Regions from separate parts of the Mus musculus genome. Here all the other regions are linked to region 3. The links are chromatin contacts, called in public ChIA-PET and promoter capture Hi-C maps. All regions are on one chromosome and are shown on one strand. Each heading gives the region's core, a stretch centred on a gene start, on an enhancer-like site or on the middle of the called end of the contact. The rest is flanking DNA. Distances are from core to core; before and after follow the strand shown.

Region 1 (2,700 bases), core at 15-2,514, 840 kb after region 3:
GCCAGACAAGTCACCAGATTGTATTCAAATGCCAAATGCATGGCTGCCTCTCTACAACTTAAACTTACTTCTTAAACATTGTGCTTAGACAGAGCCAAAGCCTCCCAGAGCCTGCCTTAGAAGTACAGGAGCCCCGGCCCCCCCAGGCACTTACCTGAGCTGCCTAAGATGCACATAATCTGGCCACTCTCGATGTACAAGGAGACATCTTTGAGGATTTGCCTGTCCCACTTCTGCTGGCATGATTTGATGTTCCACCAAGGCCCGACACGGTTGCTTTAAAGGAAATCCCACAAGGGCAAAGGCAGAGTAGGGTCCTGGAAGGTGCCAGACCCCTGCTCCCAGCCCTACCCCATCCCAGTTGCCCCTGGACAGGTTGACAACTCTGTTTTAGCCTTATGTACCACTCTGTTGTCCTTGGAGGTATAATGACAAGTTGGCCACCACCCAAGGAGCATGCCTCCCATTAGCTGCTCTGATTACTGGGTCTCTGACTGGGAGATGGTACACCTGCACACTGCTTTCTTCTTGAAGTGAACCCTGCATTCCTTCAGCAGTGTTCATTCCATTTTGTGCCCCCAGCACCCCCACTCTCCGAGCCTTCTCCATCTACACAGGACAGGTGGTGGGCGAGTCAAGGAAGGGGAGAGCAGAAATCAGTGAGAAGCAGCAAGCGGCTTCAGGCAGGGCATGTTTTAATGTCCAGGCTCTGCCCTGCGCAGGAGGAGGAGGAGGAACGACTCACTGTTGTTACAGACTGTCCACTTTCACCCTGATCTGCTGGACAGACAACCCAAAGCCCACAGGCCCACCCACCCATTCAGAAAAGGCAATCAGAGAGCCTAGCTTTTTGCTGTGGAGGTCCCCTTACCTGACGCTGTAGGACACATGCAGGACACCTAAGCTGTGCCGAGCCTCTGTGCCCGTGACCGAACCTTGCTCCAGGGAGCTCAGAGACCCTCTGTTGATGTGAGGCCCTCTGGCTCCCTCTGGACTCAGAAAGGGCAGCTCACCCATGGCTAGCAGGAAGCAAATGCAAGTGAATTTTCTAGTGGCCTGTCCGGCTCCAGGGCAGCTTTAACTGAGGAGCCAATGGGAGTGCCCTGTCCGATCCTACCCAGCCCTGGAATCCTCGTGAGATAACAGTTCACCAATTTGGCCAACGATGCCATTATCTGATGTACCTTTAGCCAGAGTGTCCTTATCTCGACAATAGGCAGAACACACGGTGTGTTTATAGGAGTGTTTGCCAGAGAGGAATGCTGGGAGAAAGGCTGGCACAGAGGAGGGCTCAGGTGCCCCAGCTCTAAGGAGCAAAGACAGAGAGAGCCCAACAGCAGGGGAGGCCACACAAAGGGCACAAACAGCACTGGTCATGGCTGAGAAAACCAAAGAAGAGACCCAGCTGTGGAATGGGACTGTACTTCAGGATGCTTCGGTGAGTGAGCTCTGCCAGGGGGGAGGCAGTGTCAGACTGACTTTTCTTTCCTACCACAGGATTAGTCCTAATGTACCACCTGGACTTCAAGTAGAATGGAAATGGGGCGGCAGGGCCCTGTCTCCTCAGTGTTGATGGTCTGAGGGGAACAGTCTCAGGAGCCAGGAGACCTCTGAGGTCACTTCCCCACGACAGCACGCTCCTGTGAATGACCGGGATTGATGTTTTCCAAATGACATTCCATCACAGAGCGTTGACCCATGTGACTGTCAGACCAAGAATCTCAGTGGTAGTCAAGAGACAGCGGGGAGGTAACAACAGATCGCTACGCTTGCCATACTTATGTAGTAAGTTAGTCCTTGGCATTGTTTGGTGAGAACCAGAGGAAAGAGAAGGCCAGGGGGAAGCCTAAAGGTCTCTGTGTGAGGCTGAGAAGCTGCAGGGACAGACAGACCAATAGACAGAGAGACAGAGAGAAAGGGCAGGTGTCAGGAACAAATGCCAAGGAGGGGTTGAGGCATCTCGCTACCTTGTAGAGTTGAGGCTCTGCTTAGAGAAACCTCACTGAAAGGGCAGGGCTCACGGCTGGGAAGTCAGGTCATAAATCCCTCTGAGGGCCACTTTCCTCTTTCTCCTCTTCCCTCTTCCTTCTTCCTTCCTCCTCCTCTGCCCCCCCACTTCTCCCCCCCCCCTGTGTGTAACAGGAGGTTGAACCAAGTGTTCTACAACTGAGCCATTCCCCCAGCCCACGATTTATTTTTTTCTCTTATTACAAGAAAATATTTCTATGGCTACACATTGGTTTCAGGCAGTTTACAAATACACTGGCTGTGATAGTGATCGCTTGTTTGGGAGCGTCAGAATTGTGTGCTTGCAGTCTTATGGTCTGGGAGGGAGGCAGAGTGGACAGAGAGCAGCGAGGTGGCCAGGAAGTGGAGCTCCTAGGCCTCCTTCCTCATTAACCGGAGAAACATTTGCTTGATAAATGGCCTTTGACTCGAGTTGTGGGCAGGATTTGAAGCAGAAGGCAGTATGGGAAGACAGAGCAAAGACGACCTCCCCCTCCCCCCAGCTTCTACACCCGGCCCACTTTTCTGGAGACAAAGACCAGAACAGGATGGCCACATTCAACAGGGACGCCTCAGTCCCCTGTTCTAGGGGAGACAGGATTGCCTGAGATTGACCAATCCTACTACCACAGCAACAGGCAACTCTGCTGTCAGAATCCCCATGAGGCAGACGTCTATGGGGAAATAACTCCT
Region 2 (2,700 bases), core at 43-2,542, 630 kb before region 3:
TTCCTCCCTGCGTTGGATAGGAACAGGAGACCTCTTGAGGGAAAACCCCTCCTTCCTAGAAAGCCCCTCAGAAAGGCGGCTCTGGATTCTTTCTCCAGCCCCTAAATTTTACCCCATATGCCGTCGCTCCAGCCGAATCCACGGCACTGCAGGAAGAGAGATAACTTTTTCCTGCCCAGAGCAAAGCAGGAGGGAGCCTGAGGAAGTGAGACGACCTCGGTGGACAGTTTCAGTGCCCTAGGGAAGTGGAGAGCCACGAGGGGGAGGGGCGGCAGCTTATCTCGCAGGAGGGGGGAGCTCACTCCAAACAGCTAATGCACTGGCGTGTGAAAGCCCCTCAATTAGCACTAATGATGCAATCAGGGAGGGAGGAGGAGGGACCAGAAGTTCTGATGGAGTCAGCACTAACACACAGGGCACACACTCACTCCCATCCTAGAGACACAGTAGCCCCTCGGGACATGCGGATGCACACATTCCACAGACAGATGTGCGTGGACACTAATGCACTCGCTGTATACGGTTCCGACCCCCTACTGGCGGGTCAAAGATCGAGGTTCTCGGGGATGGGGATGGAGCTGTGTTGTCGAGATGTGGGGATTCGGGAACCAGGAAAATCAGAAAGTCCTGGTAGAAGACAGTTGAAAAAAAAAAAGAATTCTTCCGAAACCTCCTGATTAACTCTGAGACCACAGTCCCCACCCCTCGCGCTCTCGCAGGTGCGGGGCAGCCTCCCCAGTGCGCCGCCCTTCATCACACCCTGAACCCGGGCTGTCCCAGAGCAGCCTCACCCGCAGAAGGAGGAACCCCTGCGCACTGCACTGCAGCCCCGACTCCCCACCTCCCCCAGGAGGCAGCGTGTACCCCTGAGATCCCCGCACCCGGGCCTTGGCGGCTTGCCCCTTGGAGCCCGTTACCCGCCGGCCTCGCCCCTCCAACTCCCCGCACCAGGTCGGCCAGCTCCGCTTTCGGCCTCCGGGTCCCGTTATCCAGCCTGGCCTCGGGCTTGGAAGCCCTGCGCGCGGCCGCCCCCTCCCCCTCCCCCGCTCCCCAACCCGAGCTCGGGGGGCCGCGCGCCGGGCAGGGCCGGAGCCGCCTCCGCGCCGCTTCCCAGGCCCGGCTGGCCGCGGGAGGAGGTCCCGCTGTCAGTCAGCGGGGAAGGCCGGCCCGGGCGGCCAGAGGGGGCGGCGCCGAGGACTGGCTCGGCCGGGCGCGGGGAGGCGCTGGCGGAGGGGCGGGCGCGGGGGTGGCTCCGGGCCTTATAAGCGGCGGGGGCAGGGCGGGAGGGAGGCAAGTGTCAGGCCGATGTGCCGCCCGCCGGGGGCCGGGGTCGGGGCTGCCCGGGCCATGCGCGCGGGCTGGGCAGGGGGCCGGCGCGGCGCGAAGCCGAGTCGCCTCGGAGCCTGAGCCGCCCGGGGCCGGGGCCGGGGCCGGGGCCGGGGAGCGGCGCGCGGCCGGCCGGGGGGAGGGGAGCGATGCGGCGCCGGCGGGCGGCCGTGGCCGCTGGTTTCTGCGCCTCCTTCCTGCTGGGCTCCGTCCTCAACGTGCTCTTCGCACCGGGCTCGGAGCCTCCGCGGCCAGGCCAGTCCCCGGGGTCCTCGGCAGCCCCGGGCCCGGGCCGTCGCGGGGGCCGTGGGGAGCTGGCCCGGCAGATCCGGGAGCGCTACGAGGAGGTGCAGCGCTATTCCCGCGGGGGGCCGGGGCCGGGAGCGGGCCGGCCAGAGCGGCGGCGCCTGATGGACCTGGCTCCGGGCGGGCCGGGCCTGCAGCGTCCCCGGCCCCCGCGGGTCCGGTCCCCGCCCGACGGCGCTCCGGGCTGGCCCCCTGCTCCCGGCCCGGGCTCCCCCGGCCCGGGCCCGCGCCTAGGCTGCGCCGCGCTCCGCAACGTGTCTGGCGCGCAGTACGTGGGCTCAGGCTACACTAAGGCTGTGTACCGGGTCCGCCTGCCCGGCGGCGCCGCGGTGGCGCTTAAAGCAGTGGACTTCAGCGGCCACGATCTGGGCAGCTGCGTGCGCGAGTTCGGGGCGCGAAGGGGCTGCTATCGCCTGGCGGCCCACAAGCTGCTCAAAGAGATGGTGCTGCTGGAGCGGCTGCGGCACCCCAACGTGCTGCAGGTACGACAGTGGGGTTCCGGGATGAGGGGGCTGGCTGGCCACTCTGAAAGACTCCTTGGTCTTACGGAGTAAATAAGTCTCAGGGCGTCCAAGACTGCCCAGTTGCAGCTAGGTGCAGAACCCAGATTAGGGAACCACACTCAGCACCACCCTGCCGGGGTCTCTCACCCTTTGGGTAGAACCCTGTACCAGCTTAAACGCATCCCGTAAAGACAGAGGCAAGGACCAGAAGGGTCCCAAGCTGGTGATAAGGCAGTGATTAGGAGTTGTGACCACAGAGGACCCTGCTGCTGGCTAAAGCTGGTGGAGTATTATCTCCAGTCATAGTGACCTCAGGTCCAACTCCAACATCCAGCTTCAGTCAGCTCCCAGATGCAGAAATAGGATCCCCCATATTGGTAGAGCCTGAACCATACTTTTTTCAAAGTCCAGCGACACGTCTGGCTTTGGAGGTGATGTTAAGCCTCAGTGGGTATGGGAGGGGCCCAAAAGGAGACCATGGATCTGACTTGATCTTCAGGGAGACCCTCATTTCTCACTGGGCTCACAGGCCATTGAAAGGGATAAAAGAGGCCAGAAAATACAC
Region 3 (2,700 bases), core at 3-2,502:
TGAGAGACAGCAGACAGGGAAGACGTGGAGAAGAGAGACAAAAATGGTAAAGCTCCAAACAGGAAAGCAGCAGTGGCAGAAGAGAGGAGGCTCGGGGGGGGGGGGGGGCTGTCCTGGTTAGCTACGGGGGTATTGCGCAGTGACCAAGAGCATGCGTGGACTTTGTAGTCAAACTCTTCCTGGGCTTGCTCATGGACTCTGTCCCCCTCTAGTTCTGTGACATTGGGAAAGTTACTTATTAAATCCCAACTCATGGGGGGCTATGTGAGAAGTCAAGGAGACGATGTGATATACTTGGCTAGTCTTCCCATTGGGGTGGAAATGTCTGGAGCCATTTGGGTTGGGACACTGCCCACTGGAAATAACTTATAGCCACACAGACACGGGGAGTTCGGGTCTGTGGAGGTGGTGCAAGAAGCTCTGCTGTGGAACTGAGGGAGGGGAGGGGGAGGGGAAGGAGGCAGTCTGTGCTGTAGTTAGAGGAGACTTGGGTGGGTCTGGTGTTTGTGTCCTGGCCTTGAGCCCTGAATTAAGAATCCCCAGGACTAGGGATGCAGCTCCGTTTGGAAAAGTGGGAGCCTAGCATTCACTGACTTCTTCCCTCAGCACCTCAGAAACAGGGTGTTGTGGCACTTGGGAAATAGAAGCAGGAAGATTGGGAATTCAAGCCCCCTCATCCAAAGAATTGTTCATCTGACTCCATAGCTTCGGGGTTTGCCAAGGGTTGAGGTGCTTGGTTCTAGGCCTCCAGGCCTTAAGTTCTAGTCCGGGGCATTGAACACCAGGTTCTCCCCAAGGTGCATGGGGGCAGTGGGTTGGAAAGGTGCTTTCAGCTGCGGAAGGAAGGAATGTCACACCCTGCCACCTCATCTCTCACAGCCTCAGAGACACACAAGCTGGTCTCAGAAGTCATGGCCACAAGTCTGTGGTCTCCAGAAAGAGGAACATACTGAGGTAGTGAAAGAAGAAACAGGTCGTTTTCACCCTCCCCAGAAGAGCACCAAGTGGATGGAACGCAAGGTTAGAGGGGGAGGGGACAGCTGAGGGAAGAGGAGTAAGAAAGAGGGTGGGTTGTAGTCACCGGGTGCTGGCGACTCACATAAGCTTGTTGCAAACCGGAGGCTGAAAGGAGGCCCGATTCTCTTCTACCCAAGACTTCACTCTCACACGGCGTTCCATGGCCGGCAGGCAGGACTCTTCTGCCCACAACGTGGTGGCCAGGTAATCGGGAGGTTGGAGTGATGCGATCTGCGACCTGCGATCTGCGCAGTCTCCTGTTGGCCACCTAGTTAATTAGGTTACCAGAGGTCAAAGAGCTGAGCAATCCCCTGCCACTCTGAGGGGGCAGCTCTAGAGTCTGAGACTACTTGCCCTGCCCCTGCACACACGCCGGAGCAGGGATCAAAGCCCAAGAACAGACCCGCCTCCTGGGACATGGCCAGCATCCTCCCAACACCTAGTTGCTCTGGACCGAAGCTGGACTCTGGTACCTACTGGGCCCATGTAAGATGCAGGACGCTGGGCTTTCAGCTTTTCGGGTTTCTTCTTCTGCCCTGCCTCTAAAGAAACATTGTGTTGGGAGAATAAAGGTTTGAAAATCGGAGACTTTGAGCACAAGGAGGACTGAAGGCAACAGGAGCACACAGAGGCCATCACAGGAGGCAATGAACAGGCTGCATCCAGTCTCCTCCGGAGCACGGAGGTCTGGCCCAGTCCTGCAGATGTGATTGGCTAGACCTGAGATACCCTGTCCTCACCTTGCTTTGCAGCTGAGGCCTGGTCCAGCTCGGCAGCCCTGGCGCCTAGTAGTAGTGGGCAGGAATGAGGTGTCCAGCACTGGTCTGAGTGAGCTCTTTACCCCTCCATGGGGAATTGAACCAGAGTCTTTAGTGTGCTAGGCAAACTCTGCCATGGAGCTTCAGAATGTCCCTGTCCCCTCACACGTCTTGTTTATATTTTATTATTTGGTTTTTGTTTTTGAGACAAGAAATCACTTTGTGACCCAGAATGTTGGGCAGGTTGCTATGTAGCTCAGGCTAGCCTCAAACTCTATCCTTCTACCTCAGTACTAGGATTACAGATGGATGTCACCATAAACCTACAATCCCCACCCTTGCATGTTTTAAGCCACCCACATGTGAAGACCTTTACAGGTGAAGATGGTCCTAGGTGTCTGTCTTATTTAGGGTTTTATTGCTGTGAAGAGACACCAAGACCTCTTATAAAGGACAAAGTTTAACTGGGGCTGGCTTACAGGTTCAGAGGTTCAGTCCATTATCATCATGGCGGGAAGCATGGCAGCATCCCAGGCAGGCATGGTGCTGGAGAAGGAGCTGAGAGGTCTACAGCTTGTTCTAAAAGAAGACAGGAGCAGTCTGTCTTCTAGGCAGTTAGGAGGAGGGCCTCAAAGTCCTCCCCAACCCCACTGACACACTTCCTCCAACAAGGCCACACCTCCTAATAGTGCCACTCCCCAGGCCAAGCACATTCAAACCCACCCCAGAGCCTGCCAGACTAGAGGCTCCTCAGCCAAGGTTGCCCTGGGGCAGGAAACGTAGGAGGAAGAGGGGAAGGCAAGGACCACCTACCCTCCAGGACTCACAATTCTTGGGAGAACTGAAAGGGAGTGAACTACAGAAGTCAGTGCGAGGGAGAAGAAATGGTCTCAGGCCTTTGAGCCCAGAATACAGACTACAGAAT
Region 4 (2,700 bases), core at 34-2,533, 570 kb after region 3:
GATTACAGGCACAAGCCAGCATACACAGCTCTCAGGGACCCTGAAGGAAACCAAAGCTAAAGTGAAATAAAAAGAAGATACTGATTTCTAATCTTAAAATTAAACATGACACTGCCCTTTAAATTTAACATATTCTACTTCTGACTTTTTATAAAACCCTAAAGCAAATTAGCAATGTTTTACAGATTTACAGGTCACAAGTCCACAGGGGAGAACAGCTACTTGCTATGTCTCCAGGCATCTATAGCTTACCATCAGATAAACTAGCAGTCTATAAATGTCTAATTTTGGTTTGACAGTATACTATAAAATAGTAAGCCTTAATTTAAATTCCGAGTTTAAAACAGAACCATTTCTTATAATGTTGGGACTGTCTCCAGCTGGAAGACTCTAATTCCATTTTGTTTACATGAGACGCTCCACAGGACTTAAAGCCTAATAAAATGACTATGTTTAAAAGCAATCCTGCTCCATTATAATCATTTCTTACTAACAATGAGAATTTCTTCAAAATCTAAGCTTTGTTCCTCTATATCATTATAAAGGCTTTCTGGTGTGCAGACACCGTCTTACCAGAAGGTCTATTTTCCTTGTTCTAGCAAATGCTCAGCACAGACCGTCTGACTGTTACCCTTCAGGCCTGGGTTCTCCAAGTGAGGCACTGCTTCGCTGCATAACTCAGCTCTGGGTGATCAGAAAACCACATCTGAGTCTTCTCTGTGTTCCCACAACACCCATGCAGTAAAACAGTCAGTAAACAGGCGACTAAATGATGTGGTCTCTCCTGAAGTTTAAAAGTTAACACTTCTACTCATCAGAGCTCAATATACTCATAATTTCTAAAATCTAATATAAACAAAATAAAACAGGCAATTCCTTTGTGACTTATGAATACTAATGAGTGAATTCCGTTTGTAATCAATCACAAAAAAATTAAATAATGACACAACAGAGGAAATGCACCCAGCCAATCAAGGACCCCGATCACCCACGCATCACCAGAATCTGAAGCAGAAGGTTCTACCAGCTGGCAATACTTCCTCACAGGGTTTCTGTGGGAACAACTACTACAGAGTGTGACGCAAGCAAGTGTGAAGAAAACGTACCCAAAAGCCTGTTTTTAGAAACACTAGGTGGAATCTACAGAGAAATTGATATTCAACACAGAAGTTATTTTAAAACCTCAGTAGGCATTTAAAGATCAGTATCAGCATCACACTGGAAAGAGGGCCAACAAAATATCCAGCAGGTCTGTCAGCAGAGCAGCAAGCTCGAAACCTAGACACACACCAGTGAGTCAGGAAACACTGAGATAAGCTTGTGTGCACTGCTCACTCTTGAAGGGTCTCAGCTTACAGCCCTCAAAGCAGCTTTATCTCTGCCACCAGCGCAGGACACTATAAAAGAACCTTTCATTGTGTGATTACAGAGCAGGACAGTCAGACCTGCCACCAGGGGAACAATTTCCTCTTGAAGAAGCTGGGAGAGCACACTGCCTCACAAGAAATGCTCTATAGGAAGGATCAGGTAGTCAAAACTCCAGTAGAAAGTTATCTTTCATGCCTTGAGAGAGCTGGTGTGGGGAAGGGGAAGGGGAAATCACCTTAAAGAAAACCTAAGTGAGTCACTCAGAACAAAGGGAGCACTGTGCCACGCGAACCCATGAGGGGAAGGACAGAGGCAGAAATTAGCTTTGGGATCTTTGTCAGCCCAGGTAATGAATCCATTTCCTCATACTGAAGGGAGCTGGGGAGTATCACAGCAAAGCGCCTTCAATGAACCAAGCATTAAAAACTCAGAATTGAAAATAAGCACCAGCTCTCCTCTCCATATAGCAACAAAGTCCCCAACTTGTCCTCCTGCCTCCTGTCAGCCGTGGTTATAATCATCCTCCTGTGTGCGCTCCTTGAGTAGTCAGCCTTAACCAAGGTCAGAAAGCAGGGTGATCTGAGAACAAAAGCAGGACCCCCAGAACGTAAGAGGGAGGTGAGAAGGAGACTCAGGCTGACTGCTGCTGTTTTAGCTTTACAGAGAGAAGTCGGCTAGGTTCACACTCACCTATCTAAGTGGTGACCTCTCAGGTTGGTGGGTTTTGTCAGCATGTACAGCAAAGGTAGCTTTGCTAAGTGACTATGTTCTTGGCACCAAGAATGTGCAGATTTACCTTAGGTACAGCCAGTCACCCTGATACAAACTAATTCTTGAAAGTATTAAATATATGCAATCACTTTTTATTTATAAAAGCAGAATTTAGAACCTGCTGTGGTTCGAGTACTTGGAAGGCCAGCCTGGGCTCAATAACAAGGCAGTGTCTCAAAAGTCAATATGACGAAGAGCTAGACGAGCTGTCAAGAGCACTTGCTGCTCTGGTAAGAGGACCCAGGGGTCAGTCCCCAGGATCTACATGGTGGCTCCCAACCATCTGGAATTCCAGTTCCAGGGGATTTGGTGCCCTCTTCTGGCCTCCACAGACACAGCGCACACTTCTGATGCATAGTTCTATGCAAGCAAACACCCAGAAAATAATCAAATCTGAAATATTTAAATAAAAAAAACATTTTTTAAAGAAGCAATTTTATGTTCAGAAAAACAGAAATCCTATAGTAATGTAAATGGCATTACTTTCTGGATGGCAGCATTTCATGGATTAAATGTTCCTAAGCTAAGACAGTGGTTTAAAAGCCAACAAAACTGAGAATA
Region 5 (2,700 bases), core at 77-2,576, 800 kb before region 3:
CAAACAAGGGGGGATCTTAGCCTCATTGCAACTCAACACTCACAGAACACGTTTCTCATATTTCCTCCCAGCCAATGCCCTTTAAAGCCATTGTCCTGTACAACTCCTAAGCCAGCCTGAGATCTCCTAGCATGGTCAGGGACCCATCTTGCTGGGATGTTTTGAATCTGAATCTCTAGGAAGCACCTCTTTTTTATGGCCATTAAAAATAAGGAACCAAGTCTCCAAGTCTACCAGTCTCATTTGACGTCTCTGAAAAGTTCAAGCGAGTAGACAAGATTAGCTGCTTAGGCTAACAATGTAGCCCAGTTGGTAAGCTGTTTGCCTAGCATGCACGAAGCTTTGGCCTTGATACCCCAGCATACTGTGCATGATGATGCACATTGAGTCTGAAGCCAGCCTGGGATGCAAGAGACCTTTTATCCAAAAAAACAGGTAATATTCTAGCTCTTATTCTACTTTAAGTAAGCCTTGATTTGCATTGTCCATTAATGGTCCCTCCTTAAAGGACTATCCTAAAGAACAGATCTCCTATCAACTGGCCAAATCTAGCTCATCACTTATGAGGAGAAAAAATATAATTTTACAATATAAGTGACCAACAAGATCAAGAGAAGAACACCTTGTGACCCATAAGCAGAATATGAAATTCCAATGCCCACAGATAAAGTTTATCAGAAAGCAGCCACACGCATTTACATGTTGCCTCTAACAGGCTGTATCCTGGTGCTTACAGCCTTCTAGTCCGAAGAGGCTGAAATATTTACTCTCTAGCTTCTTCACAAAAATGCCTGCTAACTTCTGGCGAAGAGAAAACCATGGAATGCCTTGCTAGTGTCTGCAACAGCCTAAACAACCTAAAACACTCCAGCCACCAGCACTTAGGTACTGTGAGGCCACAGTACCTATGATACTCTTGGTTTGCTTTTAGAAATACATCCCCAAGTGTTTACAAGTTATTATTTTTTTTCTTAAAATGTTTTTGTAGTGATGTAGATCGAACCTAGATAGACCTTACCCATGCGAAACGAGCCTCCTAGCCCTGAGCTACAACCCAAGCTTCTACTAAAGTATTTTAAAAGTTATTGCATAATATACATTCCAACCCCCAAGAGCCCTAGAACATATGAGGATATCTAGTTCTCAAACAGCACTACTAACACAGAATGCATTGTCCCAGCCTCACTGGAAAGTAATGGAAGAGGGCCATCCCCCCGTATGTCCTCTGCTCTTATCTTTATCAAAATACACAGCCCAAGGACCCGGAACGGAAGCGAGAATGAACAGAGGCCTCTTGGTTTCCTTGCGTCACAGAACCGAAGGGAGAAGGTCTCAGAAGTCACTGGACCTGGCTCTCCCTGCTCTCTCCTGAGTACCTAGGCCCAGAGGAAGCCAAGATCTCCCCGGCCCCATCCGTGTGCCCCTTCTCTGTGCACAGCTCCCCGTCATTCGCCCTGACACTCTGCTCCATCTCTTTGATTTTAAATCCTTGACCAAAATAGCATGTCCTGGCTGTCATGTGATGTGACCTTAAAAAAAAAAAAAAAAAAAAAACACCCACAGTGGAAGTGAAGGCCCTAGCTGATTAGATGCTAAGAATCTGGAAATTAATCAAGGCATTGTTGATACAAAGTACATCTATCCTGCCCAACCTTGGCATTCATTACCCAGTCAAGGTTGCTTTCTGATTTCCCTAATCAAGGACTGGCTGTTTAGCCAACTCCTCTGGTCTGGGCACCAGCCTCCCTGGACCGCCTGAGATGCTTCAGAACAGGTGAGAGAAAGCCTCAGCCTGGAGCCCTGGGAGCCTGCCCTTCACTCAGCAGGACACAGGGGCCTTTCACTTTCTCCTGCAAGTCATGACACCAGCCAAAATTACCTTTAAATGAGGAAGAAAGTCATTATTTCATCAATAGGATTGCGTCAATTGAGGAAAATTTGTCTCCAGTGTAAACAAGCGGAACGTCTTTGCGCTCTATAAAAACAAGGTTAAATTACTTGCAGATCCGGGCGCCGGAGAGAGACGTAGGAAGTGAACCTGAAGCCTGACACATTCAAGGTCTGGGAACCGAAAATAATAGGAATTGTTCTGGGTTTTCCAGCAGAATGGAGCATGGAGATGGACACGCCTCTTTGCAGATTCAAGGATGCCTGTGCTTCCCACCACCACCACCCACCCCACCACCACCACCACCCACCCCTGCCCACCCCCGCCCAGTGCTCATGGTAGGAAGGAGCAGAAGAAGATCAGGAGCAAGAGGAAGAAGAGGAAGAGGAAGAAGGTGACTAGCAACACCGTCAAGAGAGGCAGCAGCACACCAAGGTAAATGCAGCCCGAGCCATCTAATCCCTCTCCAACTGGTCACTGCCAAGAACAGGGGACAGCCAGAGCTAGGGACACTGGCTATGCAGTAAAATGAGGAATGTCCAGATCTCAGTAGCCCAGACCTGCACGGCCTCTTTCTTGGCTCCATCATTCCATCTGATAACTCACACTGAGAACAAATTGTCTCCGTGGCAGCTCCATGTATTTCGAGGAGAGGTCATCGGAGCTCCAGCATGGCAAGCAGGTCCATGTGCCTGTCTCCTTGAGCACCTTATGCTGGTGGGTGTCATCCCTGAGCTGCAGGCTGCAGAATCCTAAAGTGTGCAAGCCAGACCTCCCTTCTGCCTGTCCCCACAGCTACAGGGAGAAGAGCA

Evidence for each region. Promoter capture Hi-C pulls out the DNA fragments that hold promoters and counts their contacts. ChIA-PET counts read pairs in DNA pulled down with a chosen protein or histone mark.
Region 1: a promoter capture Hi-C map of liver shows a contact between it and region 3, with 5 times the contacts expected there. The contact joins the promoter of Abcg8 here to the promoter of Haao in region 3. A contact is called at or near these places in 3 of 39 promoter capture datasets (liver and neutrophils).
Region 2: a promoter capture Hi-C map of embryonic stem cells shows a contact between it and region 3. The contact joins the promoter of Pkdcc here to the promoter of Haao in region 3. A contact is called at or near these places in 5 of 39 promoter capture datasets (the C10 cell line, embryonic stem cells, hippocampal neurons and 1 more), 5 of 115 datasets of contacts at active chromatin or transcription factors (T-cell acute lymphoblastic leukemia, embryonic forebrain, embryonic midbrain and 2 more) and 2 of 9 other capture datasets (adipose tissue and embryonic stem cells).
Region 4: an RNA polymerase II ChIA-PET map of memory CD8 T cells shows a contact between it and region 3, with 91 read pairs. The contact joins the enhancer-like site here to the promoter of Haao in region 3. A contact is called at or near these places in 9 of 39 promoter capture datasets (the 3T3-L1 cell line, HPC-7-derived erythroid cells, cranial neural crest and 5 more), 3 of 115 datasets of contacts at active chromatin or transcription factors (CD8 T cells, effector CD8 T cells and memory CD8 T cells) and 2 of 9 other capture datasets (adipose tissue and liver).
Region 5: a promoter capture Hi-C map of stem cell-derived epiblast-like cells shows a contact between it and region 3, with 6 times the contacts expected there. The contact joins the enhancer-like site here to the promoter of Haao in region 3. A contact is called at or near these places in 14 of 39 promoter capture datasets (the 3T3-L1 cell line, 3T3-L1-derived adipocytes, the C10 cell line and 9 more), 17 of 484 Hi-C or Micro-C datasets (B cells, the STO cell line, cerebellar granule neurons and 10 more) and 1 of 9 other capture datasets (embryonic stem cells).

What each region holds. Positions count from the first base shown.
Region 1 is chr17:84,681,857-84,684,556 of GRCm38.p6, forward strand. It overlaps Abcg8 (ATP binding cassette subfamily G member 8), which reads left to right and starts at 1,265. Exons shown (of 13, transcript NM_026180.3): 1 at 1,265-1,438. The coding sequence starts at 1,376. Abcg5 (ATP binding cassette subfamily G member 5) reads right to left here and starts at 1,155. Exons shown (of 13, transcript NM_031884.2): 1 at 872-1,155; 2 at 155-276. The coding sequence starts at 1,017.
Region 2 is chr17:83,213,991-83,216,690 of GRCm38.p6, forward strand. Pkdcc (protein kinase domain containing, cytoplasmic) reads left to right here and starts at 1,293. Exons shown (of 7, transcript NM_134117.2): 1 at 1,293-2,114. The coding sequence starts at 1,476. Gm34686 (a long non-coding RNA gene) reads right to left here and starts at 1,144. Exons shown (of 3, transcript XR_001782234.2): 1 at 1-1,144.
Region 3 is chr17:83,845,538-83,848,237 of GRCm38.p6, forward strand. Haao (3-hydroxyanthranilate 3,4-dioxygenase) reads right to left here and starts at 1,253. Exons shown (of 10, transcript NM_025325.2): 1 at 1,100-1,253. The coding sequence starts at 1,179.
Region 4 is chr17:84,418,823-84,421,522 of GRCm38.p6, forward strand. The region is part of intron 21 of Thada (thyroid adenoma associated); the gene reads right to left. Among named protein-coding and RNA genes, the nearest start is that of Gm24722, 29 kb to the left of the region's middle. Within about 2 kb of position 1,284, at least 130 of the 459 cell types and tissues checked have an H3K27ac peak or open chromatin away from gene starts, as enhancers often do. A contact at or near this core is called in CD8 T cells, effector CD8 T cells, hematopoietic stem and progenitor cells and 1 more, where this site is marked.
Region 5 is chr17:83,049,010-83,051,709 of GRCm38.p6, forward strand. The region is part of intron 2 of Gm19689 (predicted gene, 19689); the gene reads right to left. Among named protein-coding and RNA genes, the nearest start is that of Gm19689, 28 kb to the right of the region's middle. Within about 2 kb of position 1,327, at least 15 of the 459 cell types and tissues checked have an H3K27ac peak or open chromatin away from gene starts, as enhancers often do.